2 separate regions of the Pan troglodytes genome follow, and region 2 is linked to region 1. The links are chromatin contacts, called in public capture Hi-C maps. All regions are on one chromosome and are shown on one strand. Each heading gives the region's core, a stretch centred on a gene start, on an enhancer-like site or on the middle of the called end of the contact. The rest is flanking DNA. Distances are from core to core; before and after follow the strand shown. Region 1 overlaps MTHFD1L (methylenetetrahydrofolate dehydrogenase (NADP+ dependent) 1 like). Region 2 overlaps AKAP12 (A-kinase anchoring protein 12).

Evidence for each region. Capture Hi-C pulls out chosen DNA fragments and counts their contacts.
Region 2: a capture Hi-C map of stem cell-derived neural stem cells shows a contact between it and region 1, with 4 times the contacts expected there. The contact joins two enhancer-like sites. A contact is called at or near these places in 4 of 7 Hi-C or Micro-C datasets (blood, induced pluripotent stem cells and stem cell-derived neural progenitor cells), 1 of 1 datasets of contacts at active chromatin or transcription factors (stem cell-derived excitatory neurons) and 1 of 1 other capture datasets (stem cell-derived neural stem cells).

What each region holds. Positions count from the first base shown.
Region 1 is chr5:162,843,372-162,849,538 of NHGRI_mPanTro3-v2.0_pri, reverse strand. All of the region lies in intron 7 of MTHFD1L (methylenetetrahydrofolate dehydrogenase (NADP+ dependent) 1 like), which reads right to left. Among named protein-coding and RNA genes, the nearest start is that of MTHFD1L, 29 kb to the right of the region's middle. Within about 2 kb of position 2,973, at least 1 of the 24 cell types and tissues checked has an H3K27ac peak or open chromatin away from gene starts, as enhancers often do. A contact at or near this core is called in stem cell-derived neural stem cells, where this site is marked.
Region 2 is chr5:163,286,897-163,293,063 of NHGRI_mPanTro3-v2.0_pri, reverse strand. All of the region lies in intron 2 of AKAP12 (A-kinase anchoring protein 12), which reads right to left. Among named protein-coding and RNA genes, the nearest start is that of ZBTB2, 59 kb to the left of the region's middle. Within about 2 kb of position 3,178, at least 1 of the 24 cell types and tissues checked has an H3K27ac peak or open chromatin away from gene starts, as enhancers often do. A contact at or near this core is called in stem cell-derived neural stem cells, where this site is marked.

The sequences.
Region 1 (6,167 bases), core at 1,724-4,223:
CTTTGGGAGGCCAAGGTGGGTGGATCACCTGAGGTCAGGAGTTCGAGACCAGCCTGACCAACATGGAGAAACTCTGTCCCTACTAAAAATACAAAATTAGCTGGGCGTGGTGGCGCATGCTTGTAATCCCAGCTACTCAGGAGGCTGAGGCAGGAGAATCATTTGAACCTGGGAGGCAGAGACTGTGGTGAGCTGAGATTGCACCACTGCACTCCAGCCTGGGCGAGAAGAGCAAAACTCTGTCTCAAAAAAAATTTTTTTTTTAATTCTAATTACACGTCCTTAAAAAGCATTCACATTGGAGAAGGGGTGGAAAAGGAAGCCAGACTCTGCTGATAGTGCAGAAAAGCAAATGGGAGATGACCTGCTGCCAGTGGGCTGAAGGTGATGCTTCCTGCCTGTTCTTTGTGGGACACAGGCCTGCAGCCCTTCTTCCAGAATTGGGGTAGGCTCTCTTTTGTGCAGTATACACTCCACTGGCCCCTGATGACCACAAAGATTTATTTGTGGTTGGCCACAGGTGACTACAAAGTAACACAAGCGTCATGGAGGCTGAAACTTACCCCATAGCTAAGAAGTGCATTAAAGCTCCAGATGAAGTTTCCCACAGAAAAATCGGAAAGCAAGTCAATATGATTCCACTGCAGTGGAACTGGCTTCGCAATCCCATGACCCTAACACCGTTTCTACTATTATATCTATGAGAAAATACATTCCATGTTCAGACCAACCTTCAAACATTTAGAGCATAATCCAATAAGACTGAAATTGGAATATTTTGCCTAATAAGGTACAGGAAGGGCATCATAAAAGGGAGGTAATATCGGGAAAACTGGAGATAGATGGTGTTTTAATTATGTTTTTACTCACATATTCGATATAACGACAATACATCATTTCCTCTCAATCTTAATTTCTCAGCTTAAATTCTGAACCACCTAAGACCAATCAGTCTGTTAATTACATGGCCCCCCCCACCGGCTTTTTTTTAGATGGAGTCTCACTCTATTGCCCAGGCTGGAGTGCAGTGGCGCGATCTCGGCTCACTGCAAGCTCCGCCTCCCGGGTTCATGCCATTCTTCTGCCTCAGCCTCCCGAGTAGCAGAGACTTCAGGTGCCCGCCACCACACCCTGCTAATTTTGTTTTTGTATTTTTTTTTTAGTAGAGACAGGGTTTCACCGTGTTAGCCAGGATGGTCTCGATTCCTGACCTCGTGATCCACCTGCCTTGGCCTCCCAAAGTGCTGGGGTTACAGGTGTGAGCCACCGCGCCCGCCACACAGCCCCTTCTTGGTCTCATGCCCATTAGTTTGAATATATCGTCTCACAAATCCTTCCCTCAACACTGCTAAGTATAATGGCATAAAGTCTAATAAAGTTTTTTTGGCTTTCTAAAAAGCTCTATTCACCTTCTTCCTTGGTATTAACAAACAGAGCAATGATCAGTCAGAAGCAAGAGGGGAAAGTGGTGAGCTGACCCCCTAAGTCTGTCAAACAAAGCTCAGGCGCCAACACTATTCAGTGCACTTAATTCCACACTACTGATGACCTGGGCTACTGATGACCTCAGCCACTCGCTAAGTACGAGGCTGTGATGCCCAGGAGGGTCCAGTGCTTGTTTCTCCATCTCACCCACAGCAGGCAGGGGAGGGGATGAACTCACATAACTGAGGCTGTCTTGTGTGTCCATCCCTGCCCTCTCCGAAGGTGCTCACCATCCCCTCTGAAAGGGGAGCCTGGATAGCTGATGATGAGCCCCAGGCCTCAGGGAGGGGACAGCATTCACTCTACTTCAGCTCAACTCTCTTAACAAGTATGGCTCTGGGATTACAAACATCAAAGTAAAATAAGAGTGAATTCAACACAAGTCGAATGTCTAGGGTCTTGGTCTCTCTTATCTGAGGTGGCAGGTGCTTTTTGGTTTTCAAGATTAGAGATTAGACTTTATGTGATGATCTGGAATAAGAGCTGACATGGGACAGTGTTAAAAACACAGGCTGTTTTGCCACCTCTACCATTTTTTAATCACATGATCTTTGCAAAGTCTCCTCTCTAAGCCTCAGTTTCCTCATCTGTAATGTGGGGAGGATGACAGTCCTGCCTAACAGAATAAGTGTGAAGACCACTGAGATAACAGGAGTACAAGACAGTGCCTGGTTCAGAGTAGCCATTCTGTCAATTAACATTGTCTGTCATTACTGTCCCCATAGCACATTACTGCTTTAAGTGCATTCCATCCTGTTAAAAGGAGAATTGTCATGTAACTCACTAATGTAGTGCAGTTTAAAAGCTAGAGTTCCTTCCTTCTCCCGTTTGGGACAGACATCATTCTTTTCTCAAGAAGTCATCCTTTCACATGTATAATACAAGTACATTTAGAATTTTCCAATTCACTTTTAAAAGTCTTTCATGAGCCATGCCATGCACTAAATTTAAACTGAAAAGGACTTTGTAATAGTTCAGCTTTGTTCAAAAAAAAAAAAAAAAAAACCACAGAAAACCCTAGACACTTTGATCCTTCAAAGGTAAAAGACCTATATTTTTTCCTTCTGTGAATACCAGTTTTGAGGGTCTCTGTGCTCAGGAGGAGAGGGAGAAATGAGATCCTCTGAGAAAAACAAAATAAAACGGTTCTCTGATTTCTAGGTTATTTCTTCGGCATGCAGCTGAGGTTTACCTCATCTCCCAGCTGGAGACCATTTCAGCATTGTCCAGCTGTGCCCTAACCACAGGTTCAGAGGAGACTCCCGAGGGAACAGGGCCCTGCCGTACCTGCCCACCTCTCCCTTCCATGCAGAGGGCACCACTCCACCTTGTAAACACCAAATGCAAAACCACACCCACTTCAGACTGGTTTTGGCATCAGAGTGAAATCATCGGGGTCAGGAAGAGGTTACCTCCAAATCTAGGCTCGTTCCTGAGAGTGAAACCAACAGTGTCATTCCCCTGCAGGGCCCAGGACGCTGGGTGTGGGGGCCTGCGTTTGGGTGGAGGAAAGGCGGGGGGTTCCCTAGCCCTGCCCAAAAACACTAGCTCCAGTGCCTTGGCTTCCTGACATGTGACACTCCACAGCATATGGCTAATTTGGACAAATGCCCAGGCGTTCTTCCCCTCCCCACCTCTAGGGTCTCCGTGGAAATGCTCAACGCATCTCCAAGCCTGGAAAAGATGCTCAGAAACAGAACAGGAAATTTATTCTCAATTTTCAACCGTACACCTCAACGGGCGTAAGTTACAAAGCTACCAAACACAGAAGTCTATTCTGGTTTCTGTGGAACCCTAAGAAGTTCAATTCTTTATGCTCAGGCTCCGTGGAGATTTTATACCTAATCAGTGTCCACAGAATATCCTTCCATTTAGACAGACGGACAGAGAAAGGATCGATTTCTATTTGTAACTAACTGGATATAACTATTCTTTAAACCTACAGAGCCTGAAAGTAGTAACTGGCCCATCAGGGATCTCCAGCCGACATGTTTGGAAGTAGAGTGACTTCCAAGTAACAAGAGGCATGGGAAGGAAGAGGTCCACAGCTTTGGAGGAAGGGAGTCTGTGACATCACTTAAAGTTGATAATAATCTACTGAGGACTGGAAGATGAGCCTGACTGGCCAAAGCTGGGCACCTGCTCTGGTTAGTCCCTCCTCTCTCTGGAACGTTATCTCATGGTAGTCTTGCTTTTGGTTTCACTCCCTTGGCCAATATTCTGCTGGGAGACCTCACAGACAGAGAGCTGGAGACACTCTCTCCTTCCCCCACCCACACAATGGAAGCATGTAATACCAGGCTTCCAGTGAAGGACCCTAAGTCACACTATTTTACTAGTATATCTACTTACGATTTGAGTGATTTGCCTAATTGACCCACATTTGCCTAATTGACCCATATATTTCTTTTCCTCCAGCCTGCACTCCAGGTTGGAGTGCGGTGGTGCAATCTCAGCTCACTGCAACCTCGACCTCCCCAGATTCAGGTGATCATCCCACCTCAGCCTCCAAAGTACCTGGGACTACAGCCACCACGCCTGGCTAATTTTTGTACTTTTTTAGAGATGGAGTTTCGCCATGTTGCCAGGCTGGTCTCAAACTCCTGGGCTCAAGCAATCTGCCCTCCTCAGCCTCCCAAAGTGCTGGGACTACAGGCGTGAACCACTGCACCCGGCCCACATTAGTATTTAATTCCATTCCCACAACTGCCCCATAAAGTAGGGAGTATTATGATTGCCTTTCTACGTGAGGAAACAGGCTCAGAGCAGCAACAGCTAAGGCTTGAGCCCAGAGCTGTGTGTCCCCAAAGCCTATGCTCTACTGTTTAATGAGAACACAAATGTTGTGCCGGACTGGAAACCTTCAAAGGCAGTTTCTAGTGGTTGCAGCAGGCTGCCTGATAACCGGAAGGTCAGCCCACACCGGTAAGACTACCTGTAGTTTAAGAGATGGTAGATAGAACTCTAGTGTTACGCAGTCACACCCGATACCCAAACCTTTCACCCTCAGCTTTGGAAATCTCTAGCCAGATGTCCCACAGCAGGTATGTGTTGAGGGGATGGGGGGGTCTTGTTCCATGTCAGGTACAAATAAGCACAACAGAAATGCCCGTCAAAGATAACGTCCTTCTACTTAGTAGCCATAATCCTAAGCTTATTCTCTTTTTTCCTTAACTCTTTTACCATTGCCAATAAGGAGAAGTTAAATAGATTATAATCTTAAAATGCACTTTTATTCTTGGTTGATTAAGCTGGGCAACAAAAATCCCCATCTGGGCCAGGCACAGTGACTCAGGCCTCTAATTCCAGCACTTTGAGAGGGCCATGTGGGTGGATCACTTGAGGTCAGGAGTTCGAGACCAGCCTGGCCAACATGGCGAAACTCCATCTCTACTAAAAATATAAAAATTAGCCAGTCATGGTGGTGCTCGCCTGTAATCCCAGCTACTCAGGTGGCTGAGGCATGAGAATCTCTTGAACCCATGAGGCAGAGGCTGTAGTGAGCCGAGATCGCGCCACTGCACTCCAGCCTGGGTAACAGAGTGAGCCTCTGTCTCAAGGGGAAAAAAATCCCTATCTGTTGTTAAAATTTTTACTTCCAGTGTTTTTCACAGTGAAGCTTTTCCAAGGGTGTGCCAGGTGTCCTGTCCTGATTGGGTGCCCCAGGACACTAACCCATGCCTAGGTGGCTTTTTGCACCACTGTGGCCTCCAGACAGCCATTGAGTGGTACAATCCACATATTACCATGTCTCCATATTACCACGACTCCAAGGAAGGCTAGAATTCCTACTCAGGAAATGAATGGCAAGGGTTTTCTGCCCCATACATTCTTCTTGTAAAAATACAACAACAGAATAGTGACAATTCAGACGTCAGGCAGACACAGGGAGGCATATGGGTTATGGGGAAGTATGTGGCTAGTGAAAGACTAGCTGCTAACATGAAAGACACAGGCTGTCATTTGTGGTGGGACAGGAGCCTGACGTGGGTAGGTAGGCCAGGTAGAGGGGGACAAGTATGGGGCGGGGCTATGAACATTTCTTCCCATATTTTTGGCTACAAAGATGAAGCAATAATAAGAATGAAAGTTGATAGCCTCTAACATTCGCAATGGTGCCACTATAAATACCAAGGACTTAGGGAAAAAAACGTGTGTGCAACATCAACTATGAAAGAGAACCTTCTGGTCCATATGAAAACAAGAATGTTACCCAATGACCAGATTCTGCAGAAAGTCAAGCCACTTAATCGTTCTCAAAGTTCGGATGAGATTCATCCCAAAGTACAGAGACAAGGTGATTTATTCCCGTAATAAAAAAGTACTTTGAAAAATGTCTTTGTTTTTCAAAAATACAGATACAACTAGCAAAAGTATCTGTGACAGCTGCAAAAACATTCAATTGCCAAGGAAGGTATTTTCTCTCTTCACCACAGCTGTTCAGTGCAGGGCACGGTTTATTTTCCTCTTCCACTGAGCTTCCAAATCAAAATTTCTGGGCTCTCAAGTGCAAAATATTGCCCTTGAATTTTCTTGGATAGGCTGCCACCATGTGGTGACTTCTAAAAACGCACACAGGTTCAGGTTTCATTGCAAGGCTGCCTTCCTGAGCTGTCTTAACCCAAGCATTACATAAATTAGATCCACCTGCCATGCAAAGATTCCAAATCTGCTGAGACACC
Region 2 (6,167 bases), core at 1,929-4,428, 440 kb before region 1:
CATAAATGGTAGCTAACCAATGAGTACACAGGGACATAAAGATGGAAATAATAGACACTGGGGACTCTAAAAGGGAGGGAGGGTGGAAGGGAAGTGAGAGTTGAAAAATAGTATTGAGTACAATGTTCACCACTCTGGTGACGGGTACACTAGAGCCCAAACCTCACCATTATGCAATATATCCAGGTAACAAACCTATATATGTATCCCCTGAATCTAAACGAAAAATAAGGCCAGGTGCAGTGGCTCACGGGGCTGTAATCCCAGCACTTTGGGAGGCTGAGGCAGGAGGATCGCTTTGGGGTCAGGAGTCTGAGACCAGCTTTGGGCAACACAGTCAAACCCCGTCTCTACTAAAAATACAAAAGTTAGCTGGGCGTGGTGGTGCATCTTATAATCCCAGCTACTTGGGAGGCTGAGGCAGGAGGATTGCTTGAACTTTCGAGGTGGAGGTGGCAATGAGTGGAGATCGTGCCACTGCACAGGTGACAGAGTGAGTCTCCATCTCAAAAACAAACAAACAAACAAACAAAACAGTAAAAATAAAAATAAAATGAAAATCTCTGTTCTTAGTGTCCTCACCTATAACATAAGTCACTTACATTATAGGTGAGGACACTAAGGCTGGTTATAAGGATGAAGTATCAGTTGGCTTTCTATAAAAATAACAAAAACTTTAATATTTTTGCTTGTTTTCTTCAAAATAGAACGACTTATTTTACTTTTTGCCAATTCCAAACATAATCAGTATAAATTGTAGAAGACTTTAAAATACAGAGAATAGGGAAAATTTTTCATAAGTACAACATCCAGATAATCACTATTTGTGTTGTTTTCTGAATAAAGTCTTCAAAACTAAGACCTAATGGCTGCACAATTTGTTTTTCTGTCCCCATGGTTAGATAATGTCCAATTTTCACCATCACGCTTTGTCAAAAACATTCCCGAGTATAAAATCATTGTCCAAATGCCTGAATGAGTTTTGGACAGAAGAGGGCAGTATTGAACAGCTTTCAGCTCTGCTGAACCAGAAAGCTCTTGATTTGCAGGACCAGATGTCACTGAAAATCGCCAATACAAAATGTTGAAGGCCGGGCGCGGCGGTTCACGCTTGTAATCCCAGCACTCTAGGAGGCCGAGGCGGGCGGATCACGAGGTCAGGAGATCGAGACCATCCTGGCTACCACGGAGAAACCCCGTCTCTACTAAAAAAATACAAAAAATTAGCCAAACATGGTGGCGGGCGCCTGTAGCCCCAGCTACTCGGGAGGCTGAGGCAGGAGAATGGCGTGAACCCGGGAGGCGGAGCTTGCAGTGAGCCGAGATCGCGCCACTGCACTCCAGCCTGGGCGACAGAGCGAGACTCCGTCTCAAAAAAAAAAAAAAAAAAGTTGAGATTCACTCTTTTTTATTTTTTTGAGACGGAGTCTTGCTCTGTCGCCCAGGCTGGAGTACAGTGGCATGATGTCAGCTCGCTGCAGCCTCTGCCTCCAGGGTTCCAGCGATTCTCCTGCCTCAGCCTCCTGAGTAGCTGGGACTACAGGCACTCACCACCACACCCCACTAAATATTTCTATCTTTAGTAGAGATGGGGTTTAGCCATGTTGGCCAGGCTGGTCTCGAACTCCTGACCTCAGGTGATCCACCTGCCTCGGCCGCTGAAAGTGTTGGGATTACAGGCGTGAGCCACCGCTCCCAGCTGAGATGCACTTTCAAATCTTGTGAAGCTGAATGTGACATTGTGCCTATTTTTTACCACCTTGACTTCCAGCATCAACATTTCAAGGGGAGAAAAGGAGCACATAATAGTATGTCTCAAGTTAACTCCCTATCTTCTAATTTTCTTTATTTGCACCATGTAAAGATGAAGATCCCTTTTCTGTTTTTGTTTTGTGTTTTTGTAGAGATGGAGGATCTTGCTATGTTGCCCAGGCTAGTCTTGAACTCCTGGCCTCAAAAGATCCTCCCACCTCAGCCTCCCAAAGTGCTGGGATTACAGACATAAGCCACAGAGCCTGGCCAGACGCAGGTCCTTTACCCCAAGTATGGGTCAAAGGTGGCCGGGACCCTTCTTCCTGTGCTGACCTCCCCCTCCTCACCTCCTCTTCTTCACTTTTTTCGCTTTCCCCAGCCCAACTGTACATGACACACCAAAATCACCCCCACATTCCCCAGGTTCTTGCTGCAGGTAAAGAGTCCCAAACAAGACCACCATCATTCCCTTCTAGTTTGTGGTGAGCAGAAACCTTTCATTTTTTTTTTTTTTTTTTGGAGTCACAGTCTTGCTCTGTTGCCCAGGCTAGAGTGCAGTGGTGTGATATCGAATGACTGCAGCCTCCACCTCCCGGGTTCAAGCGATTTTCCTGCCTCAGCCTCCCGAGTGGCCGGGACCACAGGCGCCCGCCACCATGCCCAGCTAATTTTTATTAGAGACAGAGTTTCGCCATGTTGGCCAGATTGGTCTCAAACTCCTGACCTCAGGTGATCCGCTCATGTCGGCCTCCCAAAGTGATGGGATTACAGGCGTGAGCCACTGCGCCCGGCCTGAGAAAGTATTTTTACATGCTCCCTGCATGCTGGTTGTGAATGAGTTAAAGATTGTAGCTTAGTGAACACAGCGGGAGGCTGTTAAATGCATTATAAAATAGCCTAAAAGATGTGGGGGCGGCAGGCAGGAGAGGCTCAGACCAGAGGCTCAACCCACTCCCACTGCTGGGAGTGAAGGCAGTGATTGATAAGAGGCCTCTAAAAATAATGGAGGGGCTTCCAGGACAGGCAGCCAGTGCTAACCCGTGCAGGCCTGGCACAGTGGAATCCATTCACGACCACACTTCATCACAGCCTTCCCTTAGGGCGCTTCTTTTAATTCAAAACTCCTATGGAATTTTCATCTGCCTTAGATTTGTCCGACTGGCTACAAAGAGGAAAACCAAAAAGCTCCATCTTTGATTTGGGATCACTGATATGTGGATGTACTTTTTGATGCCCCTAAAACCTCCTCTGATTTTGGAGTGGTCTTTTCCACACAATGTATAGTTTTTTAACTCATGTGTGATTGAATGACCCCGCCATTTTTAAACACGCTGCTATCCGCCCAAGTCTCTCCCATGCCCAGAAAGCCCAGTCGTGGTGCTCACGTACTCACTGGTGCTGAGGTTCGGCTAGAAACAATTCCAGCATCCCACTAGGTCACAAAGATGGCCAAAATGTTAAAGGGAGTGGTCGGTGTGTCCCCCGTAGAAGCCTCTGGAGCCCGAATTCACAGGCACCTCCGTCTTCGTACTGTCCTGCTAGTCACTGGTCTTTTCCCACCCTGTAGACACTTCAAAGCGCAGGAAAAAGACTAATCCTTCCAACAGGCCACATACCCATGTGTGATACAGTCTTGTACTGACAGGTCTTTCGACATCAACCATTAGTGAAACAACATCATCCATGCCTTGTTTCTCAAGAGAATATTACTACAGAAACCAAATATTTCTATACCCTTCTTCTGGGTGGAGACACCTAATCACATGCTTGTGTGAGACAGGGTCAATATGCTGAAAACATTACTTGGAAAAGATATGATAATTTTAAAGAAGATGTAGAGAAAGCTTTCATTCACTTAATTTTCTGAATATACCCAAGAAGGAGGGATCTCTGCATGGATATAGTGCATATAAGATGCAGGGCTGGGCCGGGCGCAGTGGCTCACGCCTGTAATCCTAGCACTTTGGGAGGCCGAGGCGGGCGGATCACGAGGTCAGGAGATCGAGACCATCCTGGCTAACACGGTGAAACCCCATCTCTACTAAAAATACAAAAATTTAGCCAGATGTGGTGGCGGGCGCCTGTAATCCCAGCTACTCAGGAGGCTGAGGCAGGAGAATCATTTGAACCTGGGAGGCGGAGGCTGCAGTGAGCTGAGATCATGCCACTGCACTCCAGCAGCCTGGCAACAGAGCGAGACTGTCTCAAAAAAAAAAAGACGCAGGACTGGACATGCTACTCAGTAGGGTCCCAGCTACTTGGGAGGCTGAGACAGGAGGATCGTTGAGCCCAGGAGTTCCAGGCTGCAGTGAGCTATGATCGTGCTACTAGTACTCCAAAACAAAACTTTTTTTTTTTTTTTTTGAGACGGAGTCTCGCTCTGTCGTCCAGGCTGGAGTGTGTTGGTGCAATCTTGGCTCACTGCCAGCTCCACCTCCCAGGTTCATGCCATTCTCCTGCCTCAGCCTCCCGAGTAGCTGGGACTACAGGTGCCTGCCACCACGCCTGGCTAATTTTTTGTATTTTTAGTAGAGATGGGGTTTCACCATGTTAGCCAGGATGGTCTCAGAGATCTCCTTACCTCGTGATCTACCCACCTCGGCCTCCCAAAGTGCTGGGATTACAGGCGTGAGCCACCGCGCCCGGCCAAAACTTTTAAAAAGATGCAGTAAAAATAAAGGCTGGATATGGATGAAGTTACTTCATGCTACAACATTCCGGAAGGAAAAATAACTTGAAGTTATCACTGCCAAGCGAGACCTTGGGTAGGCTTTTGCTTTATGTTTTTCTAAGATAAATGAAAGTTATCCTTAATAATAAGTGTGGAAAGTGAAATAGAGGAGATACTTCCTGGACTGAACACCTCTCACCCTATTTTTAAGAGTATAAACTATTCTCAATTACAACATTATAAAAAAATTATAACACTTCTTCAATAATAACAAACTAGGTGCTTTTTAATATTTTAAACAGCTTTGTCATAACAAGCCCCTTCGAGGTTAAAAAAAAAGTCCTATGGAATATTAACGGAGTCAAATAAATGTGAAAATATATGAAAAGTTACATCTTTAGTGATGTAGTAAGAAATCAAAACTTGAAATCATTTCATGTACAAAAACCTCACTTGGGCCAAGAATTACTGAAGTGTTTCACACTGAGGTGTTGTTACCTGCTATTAACCTAGGTTTATCTCCAGATAAATGTTCTGTGAATCCCGATTTATAAAATCAGTCTCCAGGTCTATAACGTGTATGTGCAAATACACATTTTCCTTTCGAAAATCTCCATAATCTCCCCGTCCCCAAAGCTGCAAACGCTCCATGATCCCAAGAAGGGCTAAGCTACAGTGGTCCCTGCTGGCTATGTGTTCCCCATCTGCAAGCTCCATATAATGTAGAGACAGCCCATGTGTTCAAAACCTGGAGCATCATCTTTTTTTTCTCACTTTTCCAAATACTTAGCGATTAAGAGATAAATTATAAATCGTTTTCTTTTACTTTAGAGGCTTAAAAGAAAAAAAAACTTTAAAGGAATATGTTGATTATATACTACAAAATATTAATGTTTTTATCCAAAACTTAGCTATCAGGTTTCAGTGACACCAGCACCATCATTTTTGGTTGAGAAAAAGAAGTACGATACTGCAGAAACGACATGTTCATTTTTCAGGCTGAGAATCACCAGTGCTCCCCATCCCCAGGCACATCAGGACGGCTTACAGTGACATCTGGAACTAGTTATCTTTCCCCCAAGATTCGTAGCATTGTCCTGGAATTTTTCCAGGAATTCTCTGCATTCTAAGTCCATCCCTTATAGGCTACACACCCAACCTCCCTTGTTCTAAAGCTCATTAACCAGAAAACCTCCAAGCGGAGATATATGCAAATTCATAAAAGCAAGGATCCCATACTGGAGCATATAGGTGACATCATCATTGGACCTGGTGTGTTTTTTGGGGGGTGGGGTGGGGACAGGGTCTTGCTCTGTTGCTCAGGCTGGAATTCAGTGGTGCAAGTGATTCTCCTACCTCAGCTTCCCAAGTGACTGGGACTACAGGCATGTGCCACCAAGCACAGCTAAATCTTTAATTTGTTGTAGAGAGGAGGTCTCCCCTACGTTGACCATGCTATTCTCAAACTCCTGGACTCAAGCGATCCGCCTGCCTTGGCCTCCCAAAGTGCTGGGATTACAGGCATAAGCCACCGTGCCCAGTCCCAATCCCTGGTCTTGATATTGATGTTTCACGATCCCTTAAACATCTGGGCAGGCATGTAAGAATGTGGGTCACTAAACAAGTATTAGCATCTTCACAACGAGAAAGAGGTCTTTTGCAAGGTACTCTACAGTTATGCTCTTTCTAGCTGTGAAACCTTGGGTAATTATCAAATCATGAGAAACTTACTTTTATGATAGAA